5 separate regions of the Mus musculus genome follow, and regions 1, 2, 4 and 5 are each linked to region 3. The links are chromatin contacts, called in public ChIA-PET, Hi-C and HiChIP or PLAC-seq maps. All regions are on one chromosome and are shown on one strand. The core of a region is the stretch at or near the end of the contact, and the rest is flanking DNA. Distances in the headings are between cores, read along the strand shown. Region 1 overlaps Thada (thyroid adenoma associated). Region 2 overlaps Thada (thyroid adenoma associated). Region 3 holds the start of 1810073O08Rik (RIKEN cDNA 1810073O08 gene). Region 4 overlaps Thada (thyroid adenoma associated). Region 5 overlaps Thada (thyroid adenoma associated).

Region 1 (2,700 bases), core at 174-2,673, 500 kb after region 3:
ACAACTAAAGCAGTCCCACGTTTGCCTGGTGGGTGGTCTTCTCCAGCAGACCACAACCCTAGCAAAACACAAGCACCTGCTGACACCCTCTCAGTAGATAACCAGAACAAGGTGACACATAGCATCAGAAAGCAGGTAACAGTGGTAAGAAATGGTCAGAAACCAAATGTATTCATTGGTGTATATGTATGTGTATGGGGTGCCAATGGAGGTCAGAGGACAGACTGTGGGAGTCCACTCTCTCCTTCCACTACATGGGTCCCAGGGATTAACCCTGGCAGAAAGCACTGAACCCAAAACTTCTCAATTTCGTTTTTAAAATGAAAAGGTCATCTGAAAATATAAGCATTTCATTAGAAACTGAGTTTCTAAGGGTCAAAAAGTGTTATTTTCCAGTTTTTTTAAAAAAACAAACAAACAAACAAACTTTAACATAAAAAATAAATTCTCCCCGGGTGGTGGTGGCACACACCTTTAATCCCAGCACTTGGGAGGCAGAGGCAGGTGGATTTCTGAGTTCAGGCCCAGCCTGGTCTACAAAGTGAGTTTCAGGACAGATAGGGCTATACAGAGAAACCCTATCTCGAGGAAAAAAACAAAAATTCTCCCCGGATATTTTATTATTATATTTAATTGAGCCAGGGTCTCATTTACAGTTCAGGCTGGCTTGAAACTCACTACATAGCTGAAGCTGGCCTTGACTCTCTGATGATCCTCCTGCCTCAGCCTCCAAGTACTAGGATTACAGGCACAAGCCAGCATACACAGCTCTCAGGGACCCTGAAGGAAACCAAAGCTAAAGTGAAATAAAAAGAAGATACTGATTTCTAATCTTAAAATTAAACATGACACTGCCCTTTAAATTTAACATATTCTACTTCTGACTTTTTATAAAACCCTAAAGCAAATTAGCAATGTTTTACAGATTTACAGGTCACAAGTCCACAGGGGAGAACAGCTACTTGCTATGTCTCCAGGCATCTATAGCTTACCATCAGATAAACTAGCAGTCTATAAATGTCTAATTTTGGTTTGACAGTATACTATAAAATAGTAAGCCTTAATTTAAATTCCGAGTTTAAAACAGAACCATTTCTTATAATGTTGGGACTGTCTCCAGCTGGAAGACTCTAATTCCATTTTGTTTACATGAGACGCTCCACAGGACTTAAAGCCTAATAAAATGACTATGTTTAAAAGCAATCCTGCTCCATTATAATCATTTCTTACTAACAATGAGAATTTCTTCAAAATCTAAGCTTTGTTCCTCTATATCATTATAAAGGCTTTCTGGTGTGCAGACACCGTCTTACCAGAAGGTCTATTTTCCTTGTTCTAGCAAATGCTCAGCACAGACCGTCTGACTGTTACCCTTCAGGCCTGGGTTCTCCAAGTGAGGCACTGCTTCGCTGCATAACTCAGCTCTGGGTGATCAGAAAACCACATCTGAGTCTTCTCTGTGTTCCCACAACACCCATGCAGTAAAACAGTCAGTAAACAGGCGACTAAATGATGTGGTCTCTCCTGAAGTTTAAAAGTTAACACTTCTACTCATCAGAGCTCAATATACTCATAATTTCTAAAATCTAATATAAACAAAATAAAACAGGCAATTCCTTTGTGACTTATGAATACTAATGAGTGAATTCCGTTTGTAATCAATCACAAAAAAATTAAATAATGACACAACAGAGGAAATGCACCCAGCCAATCAAGGACCCCGATCACCCACGCATCACCAGAATCTGAAGCAGAAGGTTCTACCAGCTGGCAATACTTCCTCACAGGGTTTCTGTGGGAACAACTACTACAGAGTGTGACGCAAGCAAGTGTGAAGAAAACGTACCCAAAAGCCTGTTTTTAGAAACACTAGGTGGAATCTACAGAGAAATTGATATTCAACACAGAAGTTATTTTAAAACCTCAGTAGGCATTTAAAGATCAGTATCAGCATCACACTGGAAAGAGGGCCAACAAAATATCCAGCAGGTCTGTCAGCAGAGCAGCAAGCTCGAAACCTAGACACACACCAGTGAGTCAGGAAACACTGAGATAAGCTTGTGTGCACTGCTCACTCTTGAAGGGTCTCAGCTTACAGCCCTCAAAGCAGCTTTATCTCTGCCACCAGCGCAGGACACTATAAAAGAACCTTTCATTGTGTGATTACAGAGCAGGACAGTCAGACCTGCCACCAGGGGAACAATTTCCTCTTGAAGAAGCTGGGAGAGCACACTGCCTCACAAGAAATGCTCTATAGGAAGGATCAGGTAGTCAAAACTCCAGTAGAAAGTTATCTTTCATGCCTTGAGAGAGCTGGTGTGGGGAAGGGGAAGGGGAAATCACCTTAAAGAAAACCTAAGTGAGTCACTCAGAACAAAGGGAGCACTGTGCCACGCGAACCCATGAGGGGAAGGACAGAGGCAGAAATTAGCTTTGGGATCTTTGTCAGCCCAGGTAATGAATCCATTTCCTCATACTGAAGGGAGCTGGGGAGTATCACAGCAAAGCGCCTTCAATGAACCAAGCATTAAAAACTCAGAATTGAAAATAAGCACCAGCTCTCCTCTCCATATAGCAACAAAGTCCCCAACTTGTCCTCCTGCCTCCTGTCAGCCGTGGTTATAATCATCCTCCTGTGTGCGCTCCTTGAGTAGTCAGCCTTAACCAAGGTCAGAAAGCAGGGTGATCTGAGAACAAAAG
Region 2 (2,700 bases), core at 136-2,635, 460 kb after region 3:
AAAGAAAAAATATTTACTCGTGCTTTTCTAAGATACAGAAAGAGGATGCATGCATTGCCAAAATTCCATAGAACATGCTCTAACGAAAACAACAATGCCTGAGTTATTAAAGCAGGCAATGGCCTGAAGCAGTACTTAAGAACGAAGATTACGTGGTCCGTGCAAGAGTCAATATTTAAGAACACAATGACTACATCCCTCTTCAATTTCATGAATGTATTACTTTTCAAGAATTTTTTTTTAAGTTAAAAATTTTATTTGTGGTTTTCTTCCTACAATTCTTGAACCTGAGAATTGAACAGTAACTTAAGATATGGATCTCTACCCTGGCTCAAAGGGTCAGCATAGACTTCACTCTAGTTGTAAGAGCGACTCAACAACAGCAACACGGGCCATGAGCCTTAGTTCTCAGTCTTTACAGGCAGTCACTTTTCTTCTCTGGCTAAAAAACAGAAACTTAATGCTCTATAAACGTCTGTGGACAATGAATGGATGATGCCTCTAAACCACATCAAAACATGGGACTCTTGATTTTTAATCACCGTTTAAAAGCCTATGATAAGTGAAGTATCTTCTTGGAAGAATAAAATTCATATTCTACAAAAGAATCACTGAATACAGTTTTGTATTATTGTTACTACTAGAAAAACCTGCAATTTAAAAAATGTTCTAGTCAAACTAATGTGAGCTAAAAATAATCATTGACTTTTACTGCTAGTGCTACTCATGATCTTGAGCAAATCTTTCCTGTAACTCAATTTTCACATCTACAAAGTGTGAAAAGCACTATTATGTCTTAGGGTCTTAGGATAAAACCAAGTAATGATGGCTGTTACAATCAAGACTGGCTTTAATTAAAGACATGAATGAAAAACACAAGCATGGACTATAAAAAATATTTAGTTAAGTCTAAAAGAAATCACATTACAGGAAAGAAGTTTTATAAGCCCCCAAATTCTCATCCCATAGCACCCAGCTATTATCAAACATAAAAGTTTTATAGAGTTAACTGTAAAAACGGCAAATGTCTAACAGCAGCACTGGCACCTTGGTGGGGTAAGTCAAACTGAATCCAAGACTTCTACCTTCCTGGTTCTGCAGCATGATACTGGAATCCTTGATACTGAAGCCCGTTCTTCCATTACCTCCATAGGCATGAAGTAAAGGGGGCCTGGGAAGGCCGGGCCCGTACAACACAGGATGGGAAACGGGTAGGCATCAAGGGAACCTCTCCTGCCCTTCAACAGAGACTCGAACACAGCAGATAATCTTCATCAACCCTTCAGTTTCCCCAAGGACATGGAATGTGTGTGTGTGTACACGTGTGCGCGTGCGCATGATGGGGAGGGGCAGGATCAACTCTGTAATCACTCTTTCCTTCTGCTTTCATTGTGGGTTCAAGAAACTGAATTTACATATTCAGGCTTATGCGACTCATGCCTTTACTGGCTATGACAACTTCCCTTTTCTCCTCCATCTTCTCAAATTATTTTAGACAAAATGTTGTAACCAAGGCTAGCTTCTAACTTAAAAAAAAAAAAATTAGGGCTGGGGGAAATGGCTCAGTGGTTAAAAGCACCAATTGCTCTTCCAGAGGTCCTGAGTTCAATTCCCAGCAACCACATGGTGGCTCGCAACCATCTGTAATGGGGTCTGATGTCCCCTTCTGGTGTGTCTGAAGAGAACAATGGTGGTGTACTCATATTCATAAAATAAGTAAACAAATGTTTTAAAAATATTTTAGATTTTTATTATTTTATGTGTATTAGAGTTTTGCCTTCATGTGTGTCTGTGCACCACAGTTGCTGGTCTTTGAGGTGGTAAGCCTCCATGTGGGTGCTGAGACTCGAACCTGGGTCCTTGCAACAACAAATACTCTTGACACTGAGCCAACTCTACAGCCCTAGCTTCTAATTCTTAAGAATGAACTTGAGTTTCCAGCCTTCCAGTCTTCGCCTCTCAAGTGCTGGGACTTTATGCACTCATCACCACCTGGGGTTTCAGTGGTACTAGAGCCTGAACCCAGGGCTCTGCGGACGCCACGCAGACCTTCAATTGAGCTCCATCTTTAGCACAGCATGGAATACTTCTGATCCCTGTCTGTATTCTAGTACCTGGTCCAGAGTAAGGACACAACAAATGCACATTTAGTGAAGAAAATGAGAATTCTTTTGGGAAAATTCTGGTTTCAGTTTGGCCAAATAAGTACTTGCTGCAAGCTACTAAACAGTTCAAATCAAACAACCTATTGTGAATTCTAATAATTACATTTTCAAAAGCACAAAAACCCACATACTCCACAGCTCTCAATTTGAGTTTTGAGAATCCAGTTCTTCCTTCAACAATGGAGTAGGTAACCACAGAAACTTGTGGAATCTGTTTTCCTAGAAAACATGAAAAACAAGAGAAAAGTAGTTCTGTCTGGCAACTGCTTCACAATCTTCCAGGAAGCAGAGTGCGGGGCAGCGTAAGACACTCCTTAGAAGATGCTGGCACATCTGTGCCATCAAGATAGAAAAAGAAGTAACTAAAATGGTTCTGTCCTTTCCACACCAGAAAGTAAAGTCATGCAGTGTCTTTCCACAGTCACTGAGATCCATGTAGTTGGGTCTAATAATGTTTTTACAGACACATTTCCTTCTTACACTGTACAAAATCTTTCTACGCGTTTCTCTTTAAGAAGACAAAATAAAGAAGGTG
Region 3 (2,700 bases), core at 174-2,673:
CCTGGTCCACTGTTCCCCTTTGGAGACTCTTTTTGATGTTTCCATGCCTCTCTGGTCTCTTTTGAAATCTCTTGAACACTTCTGTGGACTTTTTTGTTTTGCTTTTTTAAAGCTCTCTCTCTCTGTGTGTCCATGTGTTTGCATGATGTATGATCTGAGAGTTAATATTAGCAGTTAAGATTATAATAAAAAGAAACGGTGTTTGCCTTGGCCAGAGCTATCAAGGCAAGCGAGGCTACTTGCTGACATTCTGCCAGTGGAGCAGCTGTACCTTGTAGATTTCTTGTTACTCAACACATGCTGACATCGTGAAAGGACTCCAACGCATTCATCTGTGTTTCTGACATAGCACACTTATGACATCAGGGTTGAGTGAGGGAACCTGACCACACTCCAAAGCCCACGTTGGAGGTGGGCCAGAAGATACTAGAAGCGTCGGGCCGTTTTTCCTGCAGTCTTGCCCCCATTAAGTACTCGCCTCACTGTAATGTTTGCTGGTAAAACAAACAGATCCTCACATTTCCCTGACTGAACCGCCTGGGGTGGGCTCCTGGCTGGGAGGAGGCTGTCTGTGTGCTGCCTCAGGGGCCCAGACTCTCAATGACTCTGCTCTCCTTATGGGATGGCTCAGAGTCCTCTGCAGTCAGCAGGCACACAGGAGAGAGAGAGACAGGAGGCGCAAGCTCATCTTGTCTCCTCGGCCTGGGTGCTACCATCTACCGCTTAGATTTTGTTCTCACGGTGAGGACCAGGCTCACACCCACCCATCTCCATGCTTTTAGCTGCTCTGCTCTGCTCATAGAGCTGAGCCCATAGCCCAGGATGCTCCCTCCTCAGGAGGCCTTTTAGCTCTCCTCGTTTGTGTTTGTTTGTTTGCTTGAGACAGAGTTTCTCTGTGTAGCCCTGGCTCTCCTGGAACATGTTCTATAGATGAGGCTGCTCTCAAACTCAAAGAGACCCACCTGCCTCTGCCTCTGCCCCTGCCCCTGTCCCTGCCCCTGCCCCTGCCCCTGTCTCTGCCTGAGTGCTGACATTAAAGGCATGCACCGCCACTGCCCAGCCATTCTTAGCCCTTCTTTAAGATGCTTGGTAGGTTATTGGTCCCAGGCCCGGTTTTAAAAGGAAAAACCATGGATGTTCCTGAGGGGAAATGGAGGGCACAGGTGGACACCCTCAACGAGCTGGTACACACATTATCCTCTTAAAACTTCAGGCATTCTGAGTGCCTCCCAAGTCTCCTCTAAGAGACCCTAGAGTCCACTTCAGGTTGCTCTCCTCTGGGCTCGGTGACCTGGGCCCAGCAACTGTGATGGTCAAGTCCAAAAGTCCCCATCAGTCAGAACTGGATCAAAGGAAGAGATGTGGGTGGAGCTCAGGCACGTCACAACGTGCTTTCTCTCACCCAGGCCTTGTACCTCTAGCCAGGGCTTCTTACACACCTGCTGCCAAAAGGAGGGACATGAAGAGTAGCCAGGCTGCCAGACCTCAAGGTGTTTCTGAGTTTATGACAGGATGACCAGACACCTGATGAGAAGGATGCCAAGCTCCTGACAGGAGAAGAAGCAAAGGATGAATGCCAGAGGGGCCATCATGGGTGAGTCACTCCTCTGGGGCAATTGGAGGAGGCATCCTGGAACTTAGAACTTGCAGGAAGGGGTGGGGAGCACGGGGAATGGAGGGGAGCACGGGGAGCGGTGGGGAGCATGGGAAGACTCGCTGGCATTCCTACTTGTTTTTATGTGTGTGATACTTTATAGTTGCAAAGCCAGTGAGGTGTGTGAAGCAGAGAAAAGAGAGAGAGAGAGAGAGAGAGAGAGAGAGAGAGAGAGAACACAGGCCCAGAGAGGCTGAGCCCCCTTGCTCAAGGTTGCACAGGAATTAGTAAGACTACAAATATCCTGCCTACAGTTTTGGTGTTTTTTGTATAAGTTTGACAAATGTTTCTCTTCTTCAAGGGCCGATCAGGGCAGGTTCCCCAGGCTGGGTAAGAAGCCCCCATGTAGGGCACAGACTCCCTGGAGGGCATCTTGAGTCTAGGTGCACAGCGTCCCTTTAAGAACATGTGTTTCCTGTTTTCTTTCTCCTGCTGGCTAAGGGCAGAATGGGGTTTTCCTGAGCGGAAGACCAGTGAAGTCCTGCTCAGTGCCGTCAGCTTTGGCTGGTCTGGGGCTCATAGCTCTATTATTCTGGAGCTGATCTGCTCTGGCCAGTCTTCCTAACTTGATACTCCAGTCATCCCAGATCTTGAACCCAGGGTCTTGACTCTTAGATGATAGTTTTGGAATATTCCTTAAGAATTAATCAAGGTCTTAGAATTGGTACTGCCCTGGAACAGAGACACTAAGGCTGAGGGAGGGAGGAGCAGGTCTCCTCAAAGAAGCAAAACAAGACCTTAGGCAGCCGAAGACCCAGGGCAGGAACTTCACCCCCATGCCCCTCCCACTGTTCTCATTCATCCTGGGTGCAAGTTGAGGTTAGACCTCACTCCAGTCTGCTAGACGGTACCATGCGGAGTTGGCACGGTCTGGGTTCAGGCCATAACAGCTGTGAATATAGAGTTCCTGGAGGCTAACCGAACATCTTTTTCTACTGTCTGGTTCATGATTTTTGTTTCTTAGAATATATCATAGTTCAGGGAGATATCACTGAGCCTGGTGACCCGGGTTCAATCCCTAGGACCCATATGGTGGAAGGAGAGAA
Region 4 (2,700 bases), core at 48-2,547, 350 kb after region 3:
TTTTGTTTGTACTTGCTATTTTTAAATGTTTTAAGTATGAAGTTACTATGTTAACCCCAGCACTTCTATCTCTTGGCTGTCCCATCACACGCTGCCAATGACAGCTCTACTTTCTGTGTCTATGAACTATCTGCTCAGCCAGCCATCTCTCGGGGTACCTCCATGTGGTGGCACAGGTCAGATCTCTCTTGCTGCTTGGGGATATAGCTGTGGCAGCGCACTGGCCTAGCATGTGGAAAGGCCTGGGTTCAATCCCTAGTTGAGGATGGGAACTTCTCTTTTAAAGATGGACTAATGTTACCATATGTATATAGCATATTTTGCTTACATTGTCAGCAATGAACACTGCTGTTCTGTGGTTTGGTGACCAGGAAGAACGTTGCTCTGAGCATAGCAGTACAACCATCGAAGCCTGCTTTCTCTTTCTCTGAACTTAGACGGAGAACTGCAGGATTAGATACTGATTCTATTTCCAGTTTTTAAGGAAGTGTGATACCATTTTCCATAGCAGCCATAAAGTTTTAAGTAATAATAATAGCAAATATTTTCATATTGCCAAGTGAAAAAAAGGAAGCTATAACTTTTATACTTAATAGAACCTTAGCTATGTTTTTTAAAAAAAGGAAAAAGATGATGTAACCACAGAGAACTGTGCTAAGAGTAGATTTCACTTTTATATTGTTTTTCAAATTATTTTTCCTTGCTATGAATGATAGCCAAGGAAAACCAGGGATGAAGTTCTGTAGAGAATGTTTCCCTTCGGCCATCCCATTCCCCACCCCAGAGCCCAGCAGCACACAAAGCTCACCTGCTTATCTTCTTCAGTTTGGTTTGTTTTTTTGAAACTGTTTCACTGAGTAGCTCAGACTGGTCTGAAATTTGCAACAGCCCCTTTGTCTCCGTACCCCTAAGTAGTAGGATTAACACACGTGTACCCACACACATGGTTTATGTCATCAAGTTTTCTAAAAGGAACATCCAATACATATTTACTCTTTTATGGCTGAGGGAAACACAAGATAACAAACCACTTCTGAAAAAACTGAAGCCCAATATAATTGTAATCCCAAGTCACAGCCAAGGTAAACAAGCCGTTTCCTCTGAGTCCTGCTTGAGAGAGCTTTTCAAAGTTCTTTCTGTTAGGGTGGAGCCTGTGACTGCTAGGACAGCAGAGCTGCAGCCTGAAGACAGCAAGCGCAGCAGGAGGACCATCCAAGGGGCCTGGACTGCACCCTGTTGTGGCATCCCTAGACAATGTTGTGACATCCCTAGACAATGTTGTGACATCCCTAGACAATGTTGTGACATCCCTAGACAATGTTGTGACATCCCTTCCCAGGACGGGGCTCATTCTGAATCTCACTTGCTTCCTGACCTGGGCAAGATTTCCACCCCACCGGGATCTGGTAACTGCTGCCCTCACACCGGGATCTGGTAACCGCTGCCCTCACACGGGGATCTGGTAACCGCTGCCCTCACACGGGGATCTGGTAACCGCTGCCCTCACACCGGGATCTGGTAACCGCTGCCCTCACACCGGGATCTGGTAACCGCTGCCCTCACACGGGGATCTGGTAACCGCTGCCCTCACACCGGGATCTGGTAAATGCTGCCCTCACACGGGGATCTGGTAAATGCTGCCCTCACACCGGGATCTGGTAAATGCTGCCCTCACACCGGGATCTGGTAACCGCTGCCCTCACACCGGGATCTGGTAAATGCTGCCCTCACACCGGGATCTGGTAACCGCTGCCCTCACACCGGGATCTGGTAACCGCTGCCCTCACACGGGGATCTGGTAACCGCTGCCCTCACACGGGGATCTGGTAACCGCTGCCCTCACACGGGGATCTGGTAACCGCTGCCCTCACACGGGGATCTGGTAACCGCTGCCCTCACACGGGGATCTGGTAACCGCTGCCCTCACACCGGGATCTGGTAACCGCTGCCCTCACACCGGGATCTGGTAACCGCTGCCCTCACACCGGGATCTGGTAACCGCTGCCCTCACACGGGGATCTGGTAACCGCTGCCCTCACACGGGGATCTGGTAACCGCTGCCCTCACACGGGGATCTGGTAACCGCTGCCCTCACACGGGGATCTGGTAACCGCTGCCCTCACACCGGGATCTGGTAACCGCTGCCCTCACACGGGGATCTGGTAACCGCTGCCCTCACACGGGGATCTGGTAACTGCTGCCCTCACACCGGGATCTGGTAACCGCTGCCCTCACACGGGGATCTGGTAACCGCTGCCCTCACACCGGGATCTGGTAACCGCTGCCCTCATACCAGAGGAAAGAACTGGACTGAGAAGGGAAGGCTGAGAAAGGGAGAAGGGAGGACAGGAAGGATTAATGAGCTGATTTCCATAAGACTCCTGACATCCTGGAATGAAAAGCAGCCTGCAAGAGCAAATGCCATGTTCTTTATTCAAACCACATTCCCACCCAGCCATTTATCATGGAAAAGTCCCCAACAACGTTGCTCAACCAGCTCATATAAATAAACCCTGATTAATCTTGTAAAGTATAAACACAAATGTATGACAAAAGTCTGTATGCTTTTAACTTCAGAGTTCAAATTTTAAAATTCACTTGATTATCTGTAGCTCCCATAATTTTTTTTTTTTTTTAAAAGAAACCTTTTGGAACAAAAGGACAGATAAATGGCTCGTGCCCTAAACCCTCGAGCTCACT
Region 5 (2,700 bases), core at 6-2,505, 320 kb after region 3:
AGAAGAGCTGGAAGGCATATCCATGACATCCAAGCATTGTGCTTCAGGTCTGTCCACGTGGTAGAAAAGCATCAAACTGTTCCTATGCTGGGCAACAGTGGGGACAGAAAGAGATACAGCACAAGTCCACTTTCCTCAGATGTCACTTCACTTGTTACCATGTTGAGAGTCAGACACCAGTGGAGTTGACTCTCAAAGTTCATGTTTACATGGGTTCCAGGGATCAGATTCAGGTTTGTGAAGCAAGCACCTTTATCACCTCTGTGGCCCAGGCAGAATTCCTGGAGCCTAAGTGTGGCTCCCCTGGAGGGATCAGTAGTACTCTGTTTTAGTTAATTAACCAATTAATTATCTAATTTCTTTGATAAGGTCTCAGGTTTCACAGAGCTGAAGATGACCCTAATCCATCCGACGGCACCACCATCCCTGGATTACACACTGTTAGCGCCTGAAGTGTTAGGGCTTGATACATGCTAGGCAAGCCCTCTACAAAAAAGATTTAGCCCAAGCACGACTGTTTGGATTATCCCTAAAAGGTCCTTGTTGGCCTAGATCTTGGTATGCATACCCAGCTGGCTATACATTGTGACAATTCTCCCGCTTCAGCCTCCCAAATGCTAGAATCACAGGTGTGAGCCATCATGCCTGGCCAAAGCACAGACGCAGTTCTCACTGAGGAAGCCACCCCTCTAGCAGTTGCTGATGCAGGGATTTTGGGAACCGCAGCCCTCAAGCACACACACATGGTCCTAAGAGGAGTGGATTCTGCTGGTCTCAGGTTATGCAGATTTCTGGCTTGTTCAGAAGCTGACAAGATAATCTGCTCTGTGTTCTGGCACAGTCATACTCCGAAGAACTCTCCCAGAGTTTGCTGGGTTTATGACTGGGTAGGCAGGGTCTGCAGTTCTAAGTGAAGTGCAGCTGATGCTGGCTTAATACTTCCCAGTAGGGTAAAGGAACATCATTCATCATGGTGCATTCAGAAGAATGAACAAACATGATCAAATGATGCAGACAGGCAGGGCAGGCAGGCAGGCAGGGCAGGCAGGGTAGGGCAGGCAGGCAGGGCAAGGCAGAGAGGCAGGGCAGAGAGGCAGGCAGGGCAGGGAGGGCAGGGCAGAGAGGCAGGCAGGGCGGGGCAGGGCGGGGCAGGGCAGGGCAGGGCAGGGCAGGCAGGCAGGCAGGGCAGGCAGGGTAGGGCAGGCAGGGTAGGGCAGGCAGGCAGGGCAAGGCAGAGAGGCAGGGCAGAGAGGCAGGCAGGGCAGGGAGGGCAGGGCAGAGAGGCAGGCAGGGCGGGGCAGGGCGGGGCAGGGCAGGGCAGGGCAGGGCAGGCAGGCAGGGCAGGCAGGCAGGCAAGGAGGGCAGGCAGGCAGGCAAGGAGGGCAGGCAGGCAGGGCAGGGCAGGCAGGCAGGGCAGGCAGGGCATGCAGGCAGGCAAGGAGGGCAGGCAGGCAGGGCAGGCAGGGCAGGCAGGCAGGGCAGACAGGCAGGGCAGACAGGCAGGCAGGGCATGCAGGCAGGCAGGGCAGGCAGGCAGGGCAGGGCAGGGCAGGGCAGGGCAGGCAGGGCAGGCAGGGCAGGCATACAGAGGGGCCTTCCACAGTGTAGATGCTCACCACATACAGTTCTTGGGCTCTTTTAAGTCTTAGATGTAGCAGAGAATTAACAAGACCAGCCTCTACTTCTTGGAGGTCCCACCCTCCCCTCTGTGCATCAGAACCTAGTGACCAGTGAGGGGGCCTCTAGGAGGAACAAGAGGCTGGAGGGAGGAGTACACAATTTTTTATTATGAACAACTGCAGAGATAACACAGCATTCCTTCCCTACAGTGGTTCTCAGCCCAGGGAGCATGGGAAACTCATTGGGGAACTTTCGCAAAGCATGTCTAGCTTTAAAGTGACCCAGGTCACTCTGGTGCACATCTGGGACTGACAGCTACCGTTGGTGCTTCCACACCCACTACAGCACTCACCACAAGGTTTCCCAACAGGATCTCTCTGACAAAGTATGTCTTGGGGTAGCAAATGCAGTCTATTTCAACATACGGTACTTACATTTTTGTTTTTAATGGGTGCCTTTTATAAGCAGGGCACAGAACCTGACAGTAGCTTTCTGGTATGAAGCTTAACAGCTTTCTCTAGCGGGCAGTAATTTTTAAACTAACTTTTCTGTTTGTCATCTCAAACTTGATTGGGTTTTGCCTCAGGAAGCCATGGTCTCACTGAAAGGACCAAGTCCTTGTTTGATTGGCCCCACTGTATTTGTATGAGGGTCAGATGGCTTTGGCAATCCTATTTTGCATAGACATTTCCAGTCTTCCCTGTTGGGAAGTGTTCACATGTCCCAGTATGGTCAGCGCAGTCACTCAGGACTGTGTTACTGAGTCTCACACTCGATGTGTGCTCATCTTCAGATATGGCTTTTGTTTGTTCTTCTAAGCAAAGCGTATTTCTGGTCTTTAAGATAATGACTTAATGGCTGGATTCATACGGAAGGAACTACCTCCTGCTGTACTATGACCTTTCTCATTGGAGAAACATATTATTGGGTTTGGTGGCTCATGCCTGTAATCCTAGCACTTTGAAGGCAGAGGCAGAAGGATCCCTGAGAGTTCAAGGCTAGCACAATGAGACTTAATCTCAAAAATATAAAATCAAGTCCTAAGTAATAGAGCAGTCAGTTTTAAGTTACCAATTTAAG

The links. Hi-C and Micro-C count contacts between places; a contact is called where the count stands out from the background. ChIA-PET counts read pairs in DNA pulled down with a chosen protein or histone mark. HiChIP or PLAC-seq counts read pairs in DNA pulled down with a chosen protein or histone mark.
Region 1: an RNA polymerase II ChIA-PET map of memory CD8 T cells shows a contact between it and region 3, with 41 read pairs. The contact joins the enhancer-like site here to the promoter of 1810073O08Rik in region 3. A contact is called at or near these places in 2 of 39 promoter capture datasets (the 3T3-L1 cell line and hippocampal neurons), 4 of 15 datasets of contacts at CTCF or cohesin (the NIH/3T3 cell line, embryonic stem cells, large pre-B cells and 1 more), 22 of 484 Hi-C or Micro-C datasets (B cells, CD4 T cells, the G1E-ER4 cell line and 14 more), 13 of 115 datasets of contacts at active chromatin or transcription factors (CD8 T cells, the HPC-7 cell line, double positive thymocytes and 9 more) and 1 of 9 other capture datasets (liver).
Region 2: a contact with region 3 is called in a Hi-C map of bone marrow-derived macrophages, with 23 read pairs. The contact joins the enhancer-like site here to the promoter of 1810073O08Rik in region 3. A contact is called at or near these places in 7 of 39 promoter capture datasets (the 3T3-L1 cell line, the C10 cell line, cranial neural crest and 3 more), 7 of 15 datasets of contacts at CTCF or cohesin (the NIH/3T3 cell line, embryonic stem cells, large pre-B cells and 2 more), 70 of 484 Hi-C or Micro-C datasets (the AML12 cell line, B cells, the C2C12 cell line and 46 more), 5 of 115 datasets of contacts at active chromatin or transcription factors (the HPC-7 cell line, large pre-B cells, memory CD8 T cells and 2 more) and 1 of 9 other capture datasets (embryonic tail).
Region 4: an H3K4me3 HiChIP or PLAC-seq map of bone marrow-derived macrophages shows a contact between it and region 3, with 6 times the contacts expected there. The contact joins the enhancer-like site here to the promoter of 1810073O08Rik in region 3. A contact is called at or near these places in 1 of 39 promoter capture datasets (embryonic stem cells), 3 of 15 datasets of contacts at CTCF or cohesin (the NIH/3T3 cell line and large pre-B cells), 2 of 484 Hi-C or Micro-C datasets (bone marrow-derived macrophages and nephron progenitors), 7 of 115 datasets of contacts at active chromatin or transcription factors (bone marrow-derived macrophages, embryonic limb bud, heart atrium and 4 more) and 2 of 9 other capture datasets (embryonic tail and embryonic trunk).
Region 5: a contact with region 3 is called in an H3K27ac HiChIP or PLAC-seq map of acute myeloid leukemia, with 3 times the contacts expected there. The contact joins the enhancer-like site here to the promoter of 1810073O08Rik in region 3. A contact is called at or near these places in 1 of 15 datasets of contacts at CTCF or cohesin (large pre-B cells), 6 of 484 Hi-C or Micro-C datasets (bone marrow-derived macrophages, double positive thymocytes and embryonic stem cells), 3 of 115 datasets of contacts at active chromatin or transcription factors (acute myeloid leukemia, cardiomyocytes and pancreatic cancer cells) and 1 of 9 other capture datasets (liver).

The regions. Positions count from the first base shown.
Region 1 is chr17:84,418,083-84,420,782 of GRCm38.p6, forward strand. All of the region lies in intron 21 of Thada (thyroid adenoma associated), which reads right to left. Among named protein-coding and RNA genes, the nearest start is that of Gm24722, 28 kb to the left of the region's middle. Within about 2 kb of position 1,424, at least 124 of the 459 cell types and tissues checked have an H3K27ac peak or open chromatin away from gene starts, as enhancers often do. A contact at or near this core is called in B cells, CD8 T cells, the G1E-ER4 cell line and 11 more, where this site is marked.
Region 2 is chr17:84,379,161-84,381,860 of GRCm38.p6, forward strand. All of the region lies in intron 26 of Thada (thyroid adenoma associated), which reads right to left. Among named protein-coding and RNA genes, the nearest start is that of Gm24722, 11 kb to the right of the region's middle. Within about 2 kb of position 1,386, at least 9 of the 459 cell types and tissues checked have an H3K27ac peak or open chromatin away from gene starts, as enhancers often do. A contact at or near this core is called in bone marrow-derived macrophages, where this site is marked.
Region 3 is chr17:83,916,511-83,919,210 of GRCm38.p6, forward strand. 1810073O08Rik (RIKEN cDNA 1810073O08 gene) reads left to right here and starts at 1,424. Exons shown (of 2, transcript NR_166916.2): 1 at 1,424-1,594.
Region 4 is chr17:84,267,489-84,270,188 of GRCm38.p6, forward strand. The region is part of intron 30 of Thada (thyroid adenoma associated); the gene reads right to left. Among named protein-coding and RNA genes, the nearest start is that of Gm24492, 19 kb to the right of the region's middle. Within about 2 kb of position 1,298, at least 80 of the 459 cell types and tissues checked have an H3K27ac peak or open chromatin away from gene starts, as enhancers often do. A contact at or near this core is called in bone marrow-derived macrophages, heart atrium, microglia and 1 more, where this site is marked.
Region 5 is chr17:84,233,771-84,236,470 of GRCm38.p6, forward strand. All of the region lies in intron 31 of Thada (thyroid adenoma associated), which reads right to left. Among named protein-coding and RNA genes, the nearest start is that of Gm36279, 43 kb to the left of the region's middle. Within about 2 kb of position 1,256, at least 44 of the 459 cell types and tissues checked have an H3K27ac peak or open chromatin away from gene starts, as enhancers often do. A contact at or near this core is called in acute myeloid leukemia and cardiomyocytes, where this site is marked.